Regions from separate parts of the Zea mays genome. Here regions 1 and 3 are each linked to region 2. A link is a contact called in public Hi-C data. All regions are on one chromosome and are shown on one strand. The core of a region is the stretch at or near the end of the contact, and the rest is flanking DNA. Distances in the headings are between cores, read along the strand shown. Region 1 holds the start of LOC103643872 (phosphatidylinositol 4-phosphate 5-kinase 2). Region 2 has its middle 5.5 kb from the start of LOC111590722. Region 3 has its middle 19 kb from the start of LOC103643872.

Region 1 (2,700 bases), core at 191-2,690, 230 kb after region 2:
CCCATATCTAAGTGCAATTGGTGCGCTTATGTATTTAGCAAATAGTACCCGGCCGGACATTGCATTTGCAGTGAATCTACTTGCAAGATACAGTGCTGCTCCTACTAAACGTCATTGGACAGGAGTAAAACATATCCTTAGATATCTCAATGGTACAAGAGATTTTGGTCTTTTCTACGAAAGAGGCCAAGACTCGACTTTAATTGGATATACAGATGCTGGCTATCTTTCAGATCCTCATAATGTCAGATCTCAAACAGGCTTTGTTTATTTATATGGTGGAACAACTATCTCTTGGAAATCAACCAAACAAACTTTGGTAGCCACTTCCACAAATCATTCTGAAATAATTGCTTTATATGAAGCTTCCAAAGAATGTGTATGACTTCGTAGAATGATTAATCATATACTACAATCTTGTGGTATAGGTTCTATAGAATCACCTACCATTATCTATGAAGATAATGCAGCTTGTGTTATTCAGATGGAAATTGGTTATATTAAGAGCAATATCACTAAGCATATAGCTCCAAAATTATTTTTCCCTCATGAATTACAAAAGGATGGAGAAATAAATATATTGCAGACTAAATCATGCGACAATCTCGCAGATTTATTCATTAAGTCCCTACCGTACTCCACATTTTCAAAATATGTTGAAGGTATAGGTATGAGAAGACTTAGAGATCTGCAAAATTCAGGGGGAGTAACTCTCACCGATACATAACAAGTTCACATCATATTGCACTCTTTTCTTTATGCGGTTTTTCTCTCACAAAGAGTTTTTATCATATAAAGTTTTTAATGAGACAATATTAATACAAGCGTATACCATATCACTCTTAATTTTCCCACAGGGTTTTTGTAAGGTGATATGAGGTATAGTAGAAATTTTAAATGCAGGATTTTCATTTGATGGACTCAATCAAGGGGGAGTATTAAGGAAAAAATGATTTCGTCCACGTCAGCAATCCGGAGGAGGAAACACACTTAATATCAAAGGTGGAGATTAACAAGATCGACGGTCATTAGTTAATAAGATTAGTGTTAATAATATTCCTTTATGTAAATCATGTTCCCGAACAGGCACCCCTCTCCCTCTCTCCTACGACGAGGAAACCGTCCTTAGCGAATGGACAAGTTTTCTGTCATTTCACTATGTATAAATACACACCATCATTGAATGAAAAGGATACGCATCATTTGCTTGAGTCCCTTCGTTTTCTGACAGGGGCGGAGAGTGCCCCTGGCGGCAGCGTGGTGGGGTAATGAGTTGTGGCCTGTCTCGAACTGTTCCGCAGTCTCGACTCAAACCCAACCAGTCCATGTCTCGATGAGACGATGACCATCCCCTCCCCTCCAAAAAAATAAAACGCCCATGCATATATCCAAATAAAGAAACCCAACCATAAAATCCGGTTTTGCCCCAAACCGTCGCGGACGACGACGGGTCCACTCGTGACTCGTGCCCCCGTGGCCCCACCACCAAATGTGAACTGGCCGCAGGAGATCCGCGACTCCGCGTGGCGAGCCGCTCGTTGCACGCCAGAGGAGCCGCGCTGATCTTAGCGAGATGTTGTTGGGACAGCTAGGTAAAAGCCACCCCCCTCGGGCCTCGGCCTCTCGCTCCTCTTCCATTGTATAATCCTCTTCCCTCCTCCACCCACTTCACCTGGCACACTAGTGGCCACTGCACTGGTAGTAGTAGCCCAGTACTGGCACCGCTCTAGCCCAGATCAAAGCTCGGGAGAAGAGGGAGAGGAGGTAGTGCAACATAAATCCCGAGTCCCACCAAATCGCAAGTCCTAGCAGCTTCCGGTCTGCAACTGCAACGCCGCGGGCTTGAGTGCGAGAGTGCGCGTGGGGGATGAGGCGGGTGGCACCGGCGATGACCGCCGCCAGCAGCGCTGCTGGCGGCGAGGAGACGGCGGTGGTGGAGAAGACGCTGCTCAACGGGGACGTCTACCGCGGCGGCTCGCCGCACGGGAAGGGCAGGTACGTGTGGGCCGACGGCTGCATGTACGAGGGGAACTGGCGGCGGGGCAAGGCGTCCGGGAAGGGCCGCTTCTCGTGGCCGTCGGGCGCCACGTTCGAGGGGCAGTTCCGCAGGGGCCGCATCGACGGGCAGGGCGTGTTCGTCGGCCCAGACGGCGCCACCTACCGCGGCGCGTGGGTGGCGGACCGTCGCCACGGCCTGGGCAACAAGACCTACGCCAACGGGGACTGCTACGAGGGCCAGTGGCGCCGCAACCTCCAGGACGGCCACGGCCGGTACGTCTGGGCCAACGGCAACCAGTACATCGGGGAGTGGCGCGCCGGGGTGCTCTCCGGCCGCGGCGCGCTTATCTGTGCCAATGGCAGCCGCTACGACGGCGTCTGGGAGAACGGCGTGCCCAAAGGGTCAGGGGTCTTCACGTGGCCCACCGGCGGCTCCTGGCCTGGGAGCTCGGTAGACCTGCCGGCCATGAGCGCCACTTTCTTCGCGCCTCCTGGTGCTGTTGCTGTGAGTAGGAGGTCTTCTGTGGAGGGCGTGGGGGACAAGGCGACCCCGCGGATCTGCATATGGGAGTCGGAGGGCGAGGCTGGAGACATTACCTGCGACATCGTCGACGCGCTCGAGGCGTCTATGCCTATGCTCTTCAAGGAAGCCGCGGCTATCGCGGGTGGAGCAACTTACATGCGATCAGCCAGCGGAGTCCC
Region 2 (2,700 bases), core at 175-2,674:
CTCCTTTCTTGGTGAGTTCCTTATCATAAGTGAATGGCACTAGAACCCAGTAAGAGTGTAAGACCAAGAAAACTCCGCACTTGTGTGATCATCGTAGGAACCAACCAGCTTCGTATGCCATTGATCCTGGCTTGCTCAACTTTAATTCTCTAGGGTGTCACAAACATAGCCAACAAAAAGAGACTCGAGTCGTGTAAAAGGTGCACTTTTTTAGGTTTCCAAATAAGTGAACAATATGGCACACAAATGATCATTGTGCTCCTTGTATGAATTGCTACATATTAGAATGACATCAAAATATACAACCATAAATTTACCAATGAAGGGATATAAAATTTCATTCATTAATCTCATGAATGTGCTTGGTGCATTAGTGAGACCAAAAGGTGTGACTAGCAACTCATATAGACCGAACATTGTTTTACATGCAATTTTTGATTCATCTCCTAACTTCATGTGAATCTAGTGGTAACCACTACACAAAATAAAATTTTGAGAACACCAAAGAGCCGCTCAATTCAACATGCATATCATCTAGACTAGCTAGGGGTACGGTGACATCATGTGATTGTGATGTTATTAATTGCTCTACAATCCACGCACATGAGTAAAGATCCATCTTTATTTGTAATCAAAAGCATAGGAACAACACATGGACTTAGAGATTCATGCACATAACCTTTGCCAAGGAATTCTGATACTTGGCATTGTATCTATTTGGCCTCTTAAGGGTTGGTTCTATATGAGGCTCGATTTGACAAACAAACCCCTAGAATGAGGTCAAATTGGTGTCTGGCCCCTTGAATTGGTGGCAGACTGGCAGTCCCATTTGCACTCCAATATTGGAAACAAATCAGCATACTCCAATATTGGTTAGCAAAAGCCGGCGGTACCAAAAAAGGTTGGTTCTTTAGTACAAAACAAGGTTTGTTTATTTACAAATCAAGGCATATCAAACGGTTGTACTTGTAAATCTAGCTGCTTGTACGATAGTTATATGATGTGTTTTTTTATCCATAGCGACCACCACGACAATCTAGACCTAGCTAGTGCGACTGATTTTTACATCAATACATCGCAAAAGCTACGCACTTAGAGAGAAAAATAAACATTGGAATTTAGAGGGTACAGTATTTAGCACTTCGTTACAGATGTGTGAAAATCCGGAGCCGATTTTGCAATAGCCGTGGATCGCTGAAATCAGACCTTCCTTGTGCTGTCTAAAATAAATAAATGTTTTGTGTTCTTCGTCGGAACAAGAACAAGCACCGGTTGCTCGGACCGTGGAGAAAACTGGTTGGGCTGTGCCGAGAAACAATGAGCGGGCTGGGCTGCGTCTTGACGGCGGGCCACCAAACTGTCCCGCCGTGCGCGCAGGGCAACAACCACAACGTCATGTGCGGCTTGCTTAACTGGGCCCGTTAGACGCGGGCTTCGTGTGGCCTTGGAACACGGCCGTTCGACCTGGCTTCACGTGACGTGAACCAGAGCGGAGCGGGGCCATCGATTTCGGCCGCGCGAAACGCGTGCGCGAGGCCTGCGAAAGGCCGCTGGATGAAGCTCCCTTTGATTGAAGCCCGTGTGGGCCGCACCGCATGGTCCGGCCGGCGATCGTGACCGTTGGAGTACGATTTATTCGATGCGTATGTACTCAGCTCGATCCATATACGATATGATAGTACGTAGACATCTTAGACGTAAGTTGTTTAAGGAACTCTCTCTCTCTCTCTCTCTCTCTCTCGGGTTTCTGTGTTCATCTCAAAGTTTTTTCAGTTCAAAAACCAATTCGAAAACAAATCGGCTTAAAATTCAGGTAATCAGGTCAAGCGACTTTACTCTGGTCTGAATAACTTGAGACATCCGGGTTGCCATGGCCGACTCTAGACAGCGGCCATAAACACGGTGGTTTCTTTTTCTTATTGGGATAGTAGGTCACTCCAAATAAAGGCTATTGCCATATGCTAAGGAGACGGAATTTGTGACGCCATCGCCACCGGGTTAACGTTAATATTCTACTACTAGAGAATCTAGCTTACGTTTCGGTTCCGGCCGGCCAGTAGAAAACTCTCTCTGAACCGACCGGTCAGAATCCCCTGCTCGGTGCTCGGTTGCTTGGACCGCACGCACGCACCCCTATATCGTCAGTGCCTGTAACAGTTCTTATTCGGTGATTATTATTATAATATTATTCCACGTTTGCACACACCGCACATCCGCCCGTTTGTAAAACTGTGAGTTGATCGTCGAGACGAAAGGTGGAGCTGGAGTATATGGCTGGGCTTCGATTGCCGCTCGCAGGTCGGTGTCGGTCCCGAACTTTTTTACTCGCGCTCCATCACCACATAGCCTGGCGATCCTATCGTCTGCCTACGGGGCCGCAGCGGCGCTCCTCCATCTCCTGGGTCTCGTTGTAGCCACATATAGAGTAGTAGATTGTTCGTCCTCGCAATGATCCGTAGTGCACAATGCCCAGTCGAATAGTCGATGAATAGCACATACACATATATGCGTGTGTGTGGTCTTGTCAAGGTTAACTGCTGCAGAGATGAGATGCCAAAGAAAAAACACATATTCTAATTAATAAAGCTTTGTGTGCCGCGACAAGCTAGCTAGGCTACTGTCTCGTACGTTCACGCGGTCTAAATCACGGGCGCAGCACAAATTCGATGGCAGCCTGGACTAAACGAGGCCGTGGCCGTC
Region 3 (2,700 bases), core at 193-2,692, 240 kb after region 2:
TGATGAGACTATGGATTTAAATATTGTTATGTGATTGTGTGTGAGATATTTTATGTGAAAATATGTTGTGCTATATATCTGTTGATATATTTATTATGTTGTGGAATCTGGTGTAAAATAAAAATAAACAACATTTGTAATGCTGGTCAAATTAACTTCCTAAAGGCTTATTAAGTCGTAGGAAGTTAGCCAGTGCTACAGTCAGAAGTTAGCCAGCTAACTTCCTAGGGGCTACAGTAAGCCGTAGGAAGTTAGTCACGCTGCAGTCAGCCGTAGGAAGTTACTTGTAGGAAGTTAGTCAGCTGACGGCGCTGACGGCGTGAAGCTACTAACTTCTGAGAATCTACTAACTTCCGAGAGGCTTTTTGGCTGTAGGAAGTTAGCTAACTTCCTAGAGGCCTATAGGAAGTTAAGCTAACTTCCGAGAGTTTAGGTAACTTCCTATAGTTTAGACCTAATTTTTTAGGGTTTAGACTCTATGAAGTTTACTATTTTGGTGTAGTGTCACTCACGCCTTAGGTAGCCTACGGGCTACGGTGGTGAGGCCAGCTTGCTAAAGTTCTTGGGTAGACAAAGGTTTTCTCTAGACAAAAGAGGGATCGAAAATATATATATGTTGAGACTTTCAATTCTACTACCATTTCTACGTATAATTTTAGGCTTTTTAGCCTTTAAATGTGGGGAGCAAAAACAGAGGTGAACGGAAGGGAAGAATCAGCGCTGAGCGGCAGCACCTGATCTATGCAAAAGTTGCAAGCCGTTGGGCTGGCGGTCCAAATATTTCCTGCTGCCGCACAGCCGGCGCTAGCCGCGCTCTAGGCTCCGGCGTCCGAGGCCACACAGACACAGTCAACAACACGCGCATGCCTCAGAGCCGCATAGATGGACCGATCGATCGAGTTCTGAACTCCGAAATAACTCGGCGATAGTACAAGGCAACGGTGGCAGTGGCACGCACGGCAACGGCAACCCGATGGAAGGCCTTTATTTGGCACCGGCGTGCACGCCGCGCGCCGAACCACTGTTGGAGCGCCCTGCCGCGAGCATGCAGGTGCAGCGTGCAGCACCTGTGGCATTGCCCTTCCCCGTTGCAGCACAGTGTTCTGCTTGGGTTGCCAGTTGCATTTCTCCATGCCGTCCCCGGTCGGCTTCTCGAGCCCTGTGCATGGATGCAAGCAGGAGCAGCAAGCGGCAGCCGCAGCTCGTCTGCGACCGTGAGCTAGCCTGCAGCAGCGGCCAAGCCAAGGCGGCGGCAGGTTCTTGCTACAGAAGGCTAGAGGCTACTCTTGCCGCACGCTCCAACTACGCCGAGACGTACGTGCGTGTTGTTGTTGCCCGGTCACGTACACGCACTATTTGCTCAGGCCATCTCGTCTGTCCTCCGGCCGCCAGCTAGGAAGCGCCAAGCCGTACGGTGGAGTATATCTCCAAAAGGAATGGTGAATCCGCCGAGCCGGGACTGCGCAAAGGATCGCCAAAGTCGCGTCATCACAGCCGTCGAGGTAGTTGTCGGGTGCGGCCGCGTCAAGCCCTCTCTCAATCCGTATTAATCCCCTCCAATCCATATAGATTAAAAATAACCGAACAGGCCTTTAATAGAAGATAATAGAAGAGCTATGTGCAGCGCCTGATGTGCTGTGCACGCCGGACGGGATGGCGATCCACTTGTTGCAGTGCTTCTCGCTCGTGCGTTGAACTGAACGCACGCACTGCCGGCGCCGAGGCGCGAGGACCTGTGAGATGCATGTTGTTGTGCAGGGGACGAAGTTTTCGAGAGCGTGTCGTGAATCACGCAGATCGGCTTGCAGTGCTCAGTTGCGCACCTACTATTGAACTGTAGTACTACCAGCTGATAGTTGCAACGCTGCACATTGAAGGTGGGCGTAATTTGCCGGAAGATGGACCACATGGGCTGTGCCACTGGCCCAGCGGGCTGACATAGCCCATCCCAACGTTTGAGTCAAATAGCTCACCTAGCGCAAGGTCAATAATTACTCAGTCGTCGAAAATATAAGTCCAATGTGTATCGTACTATCGTGCCGAAGCCAGACTATCATGCTTCATCACATGGAAGTGTAATTAAGAGGAGAGAGAAACTTTCATGGACATGACTGTAACTTGACGAAATGCGTCAGGCACCGGTGGACAAAAGAATTTAATGAACATGTTTTCTATGATCTGGAACTGAACATAAAAAGTGTTTTTTTCTCGTTGATGGGGTCTCCGAATTATGACGAGTGAATTTGAGTTCTCTTTAGGGCTGAGCATTCGGTTTTATTGGTTATTCGGTGCGGATTATTCGGTGTTAAAAAAAGTTTGGTGCTTGGAAAATGGAAACCAAGCTTTTTGTTTAGAAATAAAAACCGCACAATTTAGTGTTCGGTTTTTCTGGTTTCGTTTTGGTACTACCACAATCACCAAACAAGTAGCAAATTAAAACTACAAACATAAAATTGCCTAAAAAACATATTAATAGTTCATCAACAAGTACTTAATAAAACTGCATAAACAATCTAGTGTCGAATAAGAGTAACTAACTCATAGTTCTTAAAAATTAAAATGATATGAGTCTAGGGTTTAGGACCTTATATGAGTTGTTTGTTGGGCATCAAGGTAGGTTTGCTAAATTTCGGTTTTTGCTGTGCGAATATTGGAAACCGCACCAAACACCAAATAGAGCTAAAATCTAAACCACGCCAA

The links. Hi-C and Micro-C count contacts between places; a contact is called where the count stands out from the background.
Region 1: a contact with region 2 is called in a Hi-C map of bundle sheath, with 3 times the contacts expected there. The contact joins the promoter of LOC103643872 here to the enhancer-like site in region 2. A contact is called at or near these places in 3 of 25 Hi-C or Micro-C datasets (bundle sheath and leaf).
Region 3: a contact with region 2 is called in a Hi-C map of tassel, with 3 times the contacts expected there. The contact joins two enhancer-like sites. A contact is called at or near these places in 4 of 25 Hi-C or Micro-C datasets (ear, leaf and tassel).

The regions. Positions count from the first base shown.
Region 1 is chr1:272,035,826-272,038,525 of Zm-B73-REFERENCE-NAM-5.0, reverse strand. It overlaps LOC103643872 (phosphatidylinositol 4-phosphate 5-kinase 2), which reads left to right and starts at 1,440. Exons shown (of 8, transcript XM_008667053.4): 1 at 1,440-2,700. The coding sequence starts at 1,868.
Region 2 is chr1:272,261,080-272,263,779 of Zm-B73-REFERENCE-NAM-5.0, reverse strand. No RefSeq gene overlaps it. Among protein-coding and RNA genes, the nearest start is that of LOC111590722, 5.5 kb to the left of the region's middle. Within about 2 kb of position 1,424, at least 17 of the 20 cell types and tissues checked have an H3K27ac peak or open chromatin away from gene starts, as enhancers often do. A contact at or near this core is called in bundle sheath, ear, leaf and 1 more, where this site is marked.
Region 3 is chr1:272,016,608-272,019,307 of Zm-B73-REFERENCE-NAM-5.0, reverse strand. No RefSeq gene overlaps it. Among protein-coding and RNA genes, the nearest start is that of LOC103643872, 19 kb to the left of the region's middle. Within about 2 kb of position 1,442, at least 20 of the 20 cell types and tissues checked have an H3K27ac peak or open chromatin away from gene starts, as enhancers often do. A contact at or near this core is called in ear, leaf and tassel, where this site is marked.